Regions from separate parts of the Hordeum vulgare genome. Here region 1 is linked to region 2. The links are chromatin contacts, called in public Hi-C maps. All regions are on one chromosome and are shown on one strand. Each heading gives the region's core, a stretch centred on a gene start, on an enhancer-like site or on the middle of the called end of the contact. The rest is flanking DNA. Distances are from core to core; before and after follow the strand shown. Region 1 has its middle 11 kb from the start of LOC123445479. Region 2 overlaps LOC123445478 (crossover junction endonuclease MUS81-like).

The links. Hi-C and Micro-C count contacts between places; a contact is called where the count stands out from the background.
Region 1: a Hi-C map of leaf shows a contact between it and region 2, with 2.4 times the contacts expected there. The contact joins two enhancer-like sites. A contact is called at or near these places in 4 of 6 Hi-C or Micro-C datasets (leaf and seedling).

Annotation. Positions count from the first base shown.
Region 1 is chr3H:595,254,455-595,259,727 of MorexV3_pseudomolecules_assembly, reverse strand. No RefSeq gene overlaps it. Among protein-coding and RNA genes, the nearest start is that of LOC123445479, 11 kb to the right of the region's middle. Within about 2 kb of position 2,962, at least 3 of the 3 cell types and tissues checked have open chromatin away from gene starts, as enhancers often do. A contact at or near this core is called in leaf and seedling, where this site is marked.
Region 2 is chr3H:595,054,049-595,059,604 of MorexV3_pseudomolecules_assembly, reverse strand. LOC123445478 (crossover junction endonuclease MUS81-like) reads right to left here. Exons shown (of 14, transcript XM_045122464.1): 10 at 5,293-5,353; 11 at 3,892-3,971; 12 at 3,499-3,733; 13 at 3,251-3,417; 14 at 2,607-3,138. The coding sequence ends at 3,105. Among protein-coding and RNA genes, the nearest start is that of LOC123445478, 6.9 kb to the right of the region's middle. Within about 2 kb of position 1,879, at least 3 of the 3 cell types and tissues checked have open chromatin away from gene starts, as enhancers often do. A contact at or near this core is called in leaf and seedling, where this site is marked.

The sequences.
Region 1 (5,273 bases), core at 1,713-4,212, 200 kb before region 2:
AGGGAGTCTGGGAAAGACGCTATGTATGTGGCAGTGAAACCAGAGCACGAATTCATTAGACTTCCTGTGATTCCTATTCAATTTGAGGAGTTATTTCAGTTATACTATCAACTGGCCCTCGACAAACAACTCATGACTTCCTACTGTATGTAAGTATTACTTCTGTAATTAAGTCTCTATCTCAGCTCATTCATTGCATCTATATATAATTATCCTCCCTATATATATTATGCAGATTGAAGATCGTTGAATTAAAAAAAGCATGAATCTTCGACATTGGGTTCATTAGCTCAGATGTCGTAAATGAATTGACGGTAGGAAACTCAATCAAAGAGACCGAGGAGAACTTGCTAAACTCGTTCCTTATACATCAAAACAAAAGAGAAATAACCTTTCCTTACAACATCAAGTAAGTGTTGTTGTCTTCTCTGTATACTCGGTTTCGCTTACTCGAGGTTAATTAATGTAATTGATGAGTTATATATGCTTGCGCATATACCACTTTATTCTGCTATCCATTGACGTTGGCAGTGCATTAATAACTTAGACTCGATACGTAAAGCCGAAGAGAATTATGCGGACATGACTCCAATGCTCAAGAAGTAAGTTCAGTCAATACGGGGACCATATCGGCATGCAACTTCGTTAATTTTCTGATATCAAGTAATCATTTTCTTTGGGTCGTAGGGGTTGGAAGAAGTTCGCCAATAAGGTTTCCGGTCTAAACAAAGAGTTGCGATTTACGCATCCCAAAGTAAGTAGTAGTAGCTAGTTCCGCGTATCTCTAATTGATTCAAATTTTCATCAATATATCATTAACATGCTTGCTTATCAGTTTGATTGAACTCTATTCTCGTAAAGTGTATGTACCAGAAAGAAGAGATTGTTTCATGTGGATACTATGTATGCGAGTTCATTCGCCACTCGACCTCTGAACATGGCTTGTCTAAGGAACTATTTGAAGTACGTAAATAATATTCACAATTTTACTTTATATATTACCATCAATTGTGTTGAGTTTTATTCATATATATGCATGTATTGACCCCCTTCTTTAAATTAGATCTGACAGATGCGGGATGAACTCCTACCATACGGTCGAATACGAGCAATTCAAGAGAAATTGACGGGATTCTTTCTTGAGCACGCCATACCTAAAGACGGAGAATATCATGTGGATTATTTGTGATTGGATCTTAATTAGATAATGTTAGGGATTGTAAAACATGTTATATTGCATATATGTAGTAGCGTGAGATATATTTATGAAAACTTTTGGTTCGACCAAGCACGAAGAAATCCCGTAAATTAACCCTCCAAAACCCCGCACCCCCTCCCCCCCAAAAAAAAACCTAGCTCTGCGAGATGTTGACCCGTGGATGTCTCGTGTGTGGACTCCCCGCAGCGGCCACATGGAGACCCTTCTGTCCCGGTTGGTAAGCGAACCGGGACTAAAGTTTTGAGATTTAGTCCCGATCCTTTAGACCCGGTTTCTAAACCGGGGCTAATGGACATCTGAAACCGGAACTAATGGGCATTTTTCTACTAGTGCAGGAAACCCCTAATGTTTTCCAAAATCAACACATAGTCATGTTTTATCTGAATAAGAACAATGTTTCACCTTTTCATAACACCTCCCTCCCAATCTTTCGGTCGATTAACACACACGAAACTCTGTTGTAAGTGAGTCGAGAAAATACACCGCTTTTCATAGAAACCCCTAATACTTTATTTAACAAATGCGGAATCCAACAGTAAAAAACATTATTTTGTGGAGAGGTCAGATTTTAGTGGTTTTTACTCGACACAGCGGGCCCATATGAGGCCACAAACTAGTGCTCCTTTTTCTCTAGTCATCATTTCCATCGTGAAATGAGACCTACGCTCTAGTGCGAAAATGTAGCACATTGCGGTGTGTTAACGACCGCTCACAAGCACTCACGAGCTTAATGAACTTCAAATGAACAGAGCTGAGGAACGTTCTCTGCTTCTTAATCTTAACAAGCTTAACATGGCAAGCCTTAACAAGTACTCCCTCCGTTCCTAAGGTGGTGTTTCTTTTTCAGGGTCTAGACATATTTTTAGTCCCAGAGACTAAAGAAAAAAGTCCCTTCAATAAAGTCTTTTTGTAATCTCTTAAGAAAAAGTCCCTCCTGTTTTTCTTTACCTAGGCACTAACAGAGACTTTTTAGTCTAGTCCGTGGACAAAGAAACACCACCTAAATATAAGTCTTTTTTAGAGGTTTCACTAGGAAACTACATATGGATGTATATAAATATACTTTAAAAGGTAGATTCACTCACTTTGTTCTGTATGTAGTCTCTAAAATGATTTATATTTAGAAACGGAGGGAGTACTATGATCTTTACCAGCCGAGCTGCTTGTTAATCCACCCAGATCTGCACCCGCCCTGCCGAGCAAAGAAACACCTCATGACCAGACTCCGCAGCGGGCACGGAGAAGAGGGAAAGGGCCCATGGCGCCGGGCGGGACCCGAGCGGCGCCCGCAAGCGACACAAGCACAAGAGGAAACGTCCGTCCGCCCCGCTTGTCGTCTCGTCTTTTAATAGCAGGCGGTGAGTGCGGGTGGGTGGCGCCACCGGCACCGGTCACCTTAACTCGCTCGCTGGGCCGCACCGTCGGCGTTCCTTCCCTCCTTCTTCCGTCTACTCTGTGTCATGTCGTATGTCCACCGTAGCGCGTCTGAAGGTGGTGACCGCCTGTTGTGCTTTGAACAAATGGATCGTTGATCCTGTTTTACCCCCCGTCAAACAAAACATGGTTTGCTCTTTCACACCCATTTTCTGCATCGCAGCAAGGGGTAGCCGACGAGGACGAACGGCTCCAGTGTCCACCCCGTATCCCGCATAAAAAATTCACCTAGCGCCTTGCCGGTGACGTGCGGCATGCACTTTCCCCCACACAGCACACCCACACCATTGTCTGCTCCGGAGTAATGTAAAATTTCGGAGGCTAGCGAGCGGGTCCTGTCTAGCCTAGATTTTCAAAGGCCGCGGCGCCCACGAGGAGAGGACGAGGCTGCGTTTTGTTTTGTTGCGGCGTGGTCGTCGCGTTGCGGGAAGCCGGACACGCGCGCCCGCCTTAAAATTATTCCACCTTCCCTGCACTTGGCGACAAGCGTCGTGCAGAATCTACTGGCTAATGCAGATGCAGAGAGGGTGCGCCAAAATCTACCGCGGTGCTGGTGCTACTAGAAACTCTCTCCCTCGCTCAGACTAGAACTAATGCGGATCCATATAAAAAAAAGAACTAGTTCAAACGAGGCGGTACGAGGCACCCGAGCCCGCATGCACCAATTAGATCAAAAACCATGACAACGGAAACGGATGGAACGACGGACGCTGGCGCCCGTGTCAAGTTTGTTTTGTTAAAACAACTCCAATGAGACAACCATTTTCGTCCCTCACCGTTCGTTTGAAGCCGCCCGGAAAAATCCGGACTGTTCAACGCACCGATCCATTGTCATAATGCGTCTCTATCGATTCATTTTCGGTTCAAATTTGAGATTGAAATGCGTTGACGCAGACGCGCGCGTCCTCTTTCGGTGTCCGTTCCAACCATCCATGGTCAACATTACTAATGACGGCCGCCCTCCTCAGACCCACGCGTCAACGGCCGCATTCGGCCTTTTTTCATCCGTCCGTGCGGTGGGTTCTGCCATATCTACTTCTAGAACCCACCCGTCCTCATCTCGTCACATCATCGGCTACCAAAACCTACCACCATGGTCGGCTCCTTCCCATACAAGGGCAAGGCCCTGCTCTACCCCCGCTCCATCTCCCCGCCGGCCTCGCCAGCGTGTGAACGTCCCAGTGCACCAAGCGCGGTGGCACTCGGAGCACCGCGTGGCGCTGCCTTACCCCGACGTCACCCTCCCGCACCCCTCGCATCTGGATCCGGAGAGGATCCCGGTGCCGGCCGTACCGCGGTCGACGTGGGTGCACGCGGAGGAGGTGAGCCATCGCCGGCGTCTGCTGACGCCGGAGCTGCAGCAAAACTCTGCATATGCGGCCGATTACACCATCTCGGAGGTCTGGTTCGCGATTGAGCACGAGGAGCAGAGCCGACATGGCGTGCGCGACGTGCAGCTAGGAGGCCCTCCGCCGCCCCCGCCTGTCGTCAGCGATGAAGACCAGGAGGCTGAGGGCGCGTACCAAGCGACGCTGGCAACTGTGCTCCGCGAGAGCGAGGAGGAAGAGCGGTGCAAGGCCCACGATGAAGCGGCGTACCAGCAGCATCTCGCGGAGGCCATCGCGTTGTCTGCCGTCGGCGACTGCGTCGTGCCACCTCCGCTGAAGCTCGAGCCCACAGAGCCACAGGAGATCTACCAGTGGACCGGCTCCGTCCGCGATTTTGTCAGTGTGCCGCCCATCTGGCTGGGCGCGACACCACAGCAGGAGCAAGCCTACCTCGAGCACTTGAAGACGGAGCACCTGCGGGCGGAGCGCGCCGAAGGCCTTCGGCTGATAGAGCTGGAGAAGAAGGCAGAGGAAGAACGACGGGAGATGGAGGAGGAGGAGCGTGCCCGTGTTGCTGTGCTGCCAACGCCACCAGCACAGCCCGCGCCAGCGGGACAGACGACGGAGGCACACACAGCTGTGCTCTGGAAGGCAGCGTTCCCCTGGGCTGGCCCTGCGCCTACGCTGGTTGACCTCACCGGCCCCAACGACAACGACGACGCCGCCTAGGGCTGCCTCGTAGTTTTAGATTTTTGATGTTCAATTAATATAATGTGGACACGTGGACTCTCGTCGGCCTTCGTGGTCGGCTTTTAATGTTTAATTATGTCTGCTTATTTTTTTGCAAATACTTTATTTTGCACGCAGGAAAAAGTGGGTCGGGCGAGCGTTGGGCGCATACGCCGACCCAAACGGCGAAGCGAACATTGGTGTCCACTGGACCGACCCAAACACATAAAAAACGGACAAAATGGATGTACGTTTGGGTTGGCCGGTTGGGGTTGCTCTTAGAGCATCTTCAGCCCCGACTTGCAAATTTGGACCCTCAAACTTATGCGGATGTGCCCGATCAGTGACCGGGCAGACCTCCTATTTATTCGTCCGCACGGTCACATTCCTTATTTTCTTTCTTATATTTCCGATCAATTGCACATGATTGGTGGAGGGAACGAGAGAGAAGGAAAATATAAAAAAATAAAAAGATGGTTCGGGATGGAGTCGCGTTCTATGTGGCGAACTCACCGCACGCGTCCGGGATGGTCCGCGGGCGTTTGAGGGGCCAGATTTACAAG
Region 2 (5,556 bases), core at 630-3,129:
CGTACCACGGCGGCCACGTCAGCTTCCGACGAGTGCTCCAGAGCGGCCAGTAGCCGGCCACCAACCACCCCTGCATCGAGGTGACCATCGCGACCTCTTTGCCACCACGAGCGCAAGGTGTTCGACACTTTGCCCGCAAAGGTATGGACAGTGGTGATGAGTTTTTCTTTCACCATTTCATTTATTCATCGGACGATTCGCCGTCCGATGATGAAGATATTGTGGTGGATGCAGTGATGGTTCACGACCACATTCAACGGCAGCTTCCTCGGTATAGGGGGTCACTCCTTGGCCGTGCTCCGAACCTGAACCGCAACAGGGAGAGAGGCCAGGCCCTGCTCTATGCCGATTACTTTGTGAACACACCGCTCTTCAAGTCGGATAAATTCCGTCGCCGTTTTCGTATGACAAGACATGTGTTCAATCGTATCCGAGAGGGAGTGGTTGCTCATGACCCATACTTCCAGTGCAAGACGGATGCACTTGGCAAGCTAGGATTCTCCTCTTACCAGAAATGCATCGCGGCCATCTGCATGCTTGTATATGGAATTCCAAGCGATCTGGTGGATGAGTATGTGCGTATGAGTGAGACAACATGTCTGATGTCAATGTACAAGTTCTGCCAGGCTGTGATCGAGGTGTTTGGCCATGAGTACTTGAGGCAGCCAACTGCTGCTGATACAGAGAGATTGTTGGCAACCAACGCAGCTAGAGGGTTTCCAGGCATGCTTGGCAACATAGGTTGTATGCACTGGGAGTGCAAGAACTGTCCATTTGCTTGGCACGGCCAGTACAAGGGGCATGTCAAAGCGTGCACTGTCATATTAGATGTGGTAGCTTCGCAGGATCTTTGGATATGGCATTCTTTCTTCGGCATGGCATGTTCTCACAATGATATCAACGTGCTGCAGCGTTCTCCAGTCTTCGCAAGGCTTGCAGAAGGCCACTCCCCCCTGTCAACTATGAGATCAACGGCCACCAGTACAACAAGGGATACTATCTAGCTGATGGTATATATCCTCAGTGGTCAACTTTTGTGAAAACAATCTCGGACCCCAAGATGAGAAGAGAAAGAAATTTACCCAAATGCAATAGAGTGCTAGAAAGTATGTGGAACGCGCTTTTGGTGTACTTCAATCCCGATGGGGTATCTTTCGAAACGCTGCACTGTCATGGGATGAAAGGAAGCTTTGGAAGGTGATGACTGCTTGTGTGGTCATGCACAACATGATCGTCGAGGACGAGCGTGATGACAGTATCTTTGACCAAGGATTTGATTATGAAGGTGAAAATGTTGAGCCCCTCCACCAAGAACCGGCCACGTTTCAACAATTTGTCCAGTTTCATCGTCGAGGACGAGGCATAAATGGTTGATCTGCAAACTTGTTTTGATACAAAAATATAGGCATTTTAAGCGCTGACGGACACGATGGGGCAAAAGGATGAGGCCGCGCGTTGCGCACGGCCACCACATCCCAGAACAGGCCCGGACACAACCCCATCGTCCTACCCAAACGGACAGAATCCGGACAAAACGGACGCGGTGGAGTTGAGCTAAGGGCATGAGTAGTAGGAACTTGAAAAGGGTGGAAGAAAAAGACAGCGGCGGGGATGCGACCGACTCCGTTGTCGCCTTGCCCGCGTGACCGAGCCAGCCGGGTTCGTTCCTTGGACGCATCGCACACGGCCGACCGCCCCTCTTCTTGGACTTTCGAACCCAACAAAGCGCCATTTAAGCGCACGCCAGCGACCCTGTCTGTTGTCCCCATTCGTCCGGTTGATGGCAACGGCCAAAAACCGCGGGGAAGACGACGGGGTGAGGTGAGGTGCTCCGGTGGCTCCTGCCTGCGCAAACAAACGCCAACGTTTGTCTTGAGGTTGGGGTTGGGGTTGGATGGACTTGTGGTGCCGCATGGCGTGGCTGTGTGGTTAGCTACTGGCGTGACGGGACCCGATGGGCGGCGGTCTGTTCCCGCTTGCCACCATGCGCTTGGCCTGCGATTATTTCCTTTCTTTACACGAACACATCTGTTTTGTTTGGATATAGAACGGTTGGACGTCGTCCGGTCTGTTCTGTTTTGTGGATTGCGTTCAACACGTGGACGCATCTCATCCGCCACGGAGAGAAATTCGGCTAGAGATGGCACCGACCAAGGAACGCTTTTCAGGTTCCATCAACCACATGGATGGAAAACCATGGACTCTTAACTCTACGCAGCCTCACTTTGTCAGCAGGCGAGGCTGAATTCCCACACCTGCCCTGTCTGCTTCCGTGAAGGCAAAGGCCAACGCGTGACACAAGTCAAACGCGTGATCAAAGCGACACATTCAGAACTCAATAGCTAGCAATACTATATATACATACATACATGAAGCCCTAATGCACTAGACTAACACGACGATTCCATAATGTGCGGCATATACTCCATCCGTTCCTAAATATAAGTCTTTTTAGAGATTTCACTAGAGGGCTACATACGAAGCAAAATGAATGAATCTATACTCTAAAGCATGTCTATATACATCCGTATGTAGTCCTTTTAGTGAAACCTCTTAAAAGACTTATATTTAGGAACGAAGGGAGTAGAACATAATACTAGTAGTAATTTAAACAAGGAGCGATGCTACGCTAAGGCCTTTTTTGGCATAAGTGGTTTTCAAGCCCGTGGGGATTCTAGGGGATTTGGTGAATCCCTCTCTTCCACAAACCCTGTCCGCCAAATGAACATGCAGGGAATCGTGGGGTTTCTGACCCACTCGGGGATAATCCCCTAGAAACCTCCCCAAACCCTGCGCACCAAACAAGGTCTAAGGGGTTTTCTAGGAGGTAATTACATGTTCCGAGACTTTCAGTTTTGCAAGGCAGCAGGCAGAGCACAAAAAAAGGATCCCTCCTGCTTCTCACCATCCAAAACTCGAGAGTCGGTATTGCATTGGCGTTGGTGGTCTGCTGAAATCATCATGACGGTGACCAAAAGACCGACCGGTTAAGCCATGTCAAGGTTGAAACTAGCTAGGTACCGTACGGGGACTTCATCCTTCGGCCCAGATGAGCTTGAAGATGTTCTTGCTGGCCCCCGCATTGACCATGCCGCTCTTCTTCTTCAGCATCTCCTCCTGGGCGCGCCTATCGCCATCCTTCAAAGTTACAAGGATAAGCTTTCACTTCTAAAGAGATGGTGTAAATTATTCTGTGTGAGACGTTAATTGTACGAGGAGCAGCCGATGACATGGGACATGCATTGCTCACATTTGGTCGGAATTCCAAGTATGATCCTGTGCTTCACATGAAAAGAACATTGTATAAGTTGAAAGGAAAAGACGACTCACAAGCATGGTGTATGCTCTAGCAAGTGAGAGGAGAGTGGGGTAGAGACTCGTCACGGCAAGAGCAGCTTCTTCAGTCACTTGTGGCACCTGATTTACATGCACAACAAATGAGCAAATTACGGCATGAAATGGACTACCCGCCAAACTTTGGTGAAGGTGCCCAGTTACCTGCATAAGCTGGAGGGTGAATATATCGCTCACAGTGACCTTCTTAAGATCAGAACACCTCTTCACAAACTCGACGTAGGTCAGGCAAAGTCGAGAGGTGCCAGCACCAGCAGAGAAGTTTCTGCTGTAGTAATCAATTATAGAGCCCGTGAGGTGGCCGTACTTCTTTTCAGTGTCAGCATACCCAGTGGTTCTCTGGACATCAAATCCTTCAAGAACCTCAGTAGTGAAGCAGCTGAAATAAAAGGCATATATATGAAGGAGTTAACAGGGCATACGGCTGAAGTTCAAAGCATTGGGAACAATATTAATATTACTATTAAACAACGAGAAAAAAGTACTGCCATTCAGGGGCTAGCATGATCATCCAAGCTTCATGAGAAGAGTACATACGCTGTTTTAACGCTCTCTGATCCATCGACAGTGTTTGGATCCCCTTCAACTAGATATATAAGCTTCCTTAGCCCGCATTTCTGCAAAGGGTCAAACAAATGGAAGTATCACATTGTATTGTTGATAAAATAACAAATACTGCTAGGATAACCTACAGGCTCAAGCTTATGGACAAGAAATACAGTTTCTTTGGGAAGAGCTGCACAATCTACAGGTTAAAGCTTATATCTGCTAAAAACATCGTCCTTCATCATCTCATACCCAAATATGGGCTATAATTTTGAATTAATGATAACGAAGAATAAGAAAAGGCTCCTCAGCTAAGATTAGAATCAAGCAACATCAAATCACAGGGGATAAGCATGCGGGCATAAAACATGGCTGGTCAAAAGACACACTCAGCACGCTGTAGTGAAACATTCCCCGTCGTACTCAGCATGTCTGGAACCCAATTGAAATCTAAAATAAACAAGATATCCGATACAACTTACACAAAGTTCTTCATCTAAAAAAAGCACATATATCCTGACGCGCTGCTGCTCTTCATAAAAAAAGTACTCCCTCCGTCACATAGTGTAAGACGTTTTTGCAATGGGATGGAGGGAGTAGTTCTTTATCTAACTGTTTAGAGATGCCTCCATACCTGTCCCGCCAAACAGGCTAATGACTATGCCCATCAACTTATTTGCAACATGAACAAAACAATCAAGACAATGTTTTGTGTTGCCACAACTACTGATCAGGATTAACGCAAGAAACAAATGATAATCTATGATACAAAATTTCTTACCACTATCACTGAGAAATTGAAAGCATAAGGAAGAATGGGAAAGTTAAGATGGGCGGTTTATAATATTATGACAAAAGTCAAAGCTAGTTCAGATGGTACCTTCAGTCTTAATTTTTGATCTTTGTATCTGTTGTCTTTAATTGAGCCAAGTAAATCATCCACATTTTTTCTTTCAACAATGAAATCAAGAACATACTCCATGCCACATTTTTTATGGCGAGCAATCCAAAGAGCATCTCCAACAGGCAAGTGTTTAATCTGGATGACATGGTTCGAACAGAAGGATCAACACCATCTTCTCTGGCACGTTATATGATCAGTTTACGCAAAGCAACTTTGTTAGATTGTTTTATGCTGTCTCCTTGCACAAGCAAGAAACAAGTGCAGTCAGCAATCATCAAGACAGTGTGGCAGCAACCAAACATATCAGATAATTAAACCAAAAAAATCAAAAAAAGATAATTAATCCAGCAGTACAGGGCATTTAATTTAGTGCCATGTTGATGCATAGTCATGACTTTTAGCAGTGTATTTTGGTGAATTAGATACAAGAAGAAAAGAAAGGGCAAGTAGGGTTAAACAAAGAAGAGTTCACTCTCAATTCAACTAACCTCTACAGGTACATCAAACTGCGTGTGTATGTTATCAACAACTTTTCTTCTGGCACGGGGCCTGCACAAAACGGAAGAAATCATGAGAGAACTGAAATCTGATGCATAGATGGATGATTAAATAGAACGTGATAAACTATTGGGTGCAACAATAATCAATTTGTTTCCTTGAAAAATAATTTGGATATTGAACAACATAGAGAATCTAAAACTTTATATACATGTTAACGCACACAACATTGACAGAAACAGAAGTTTAGTTTA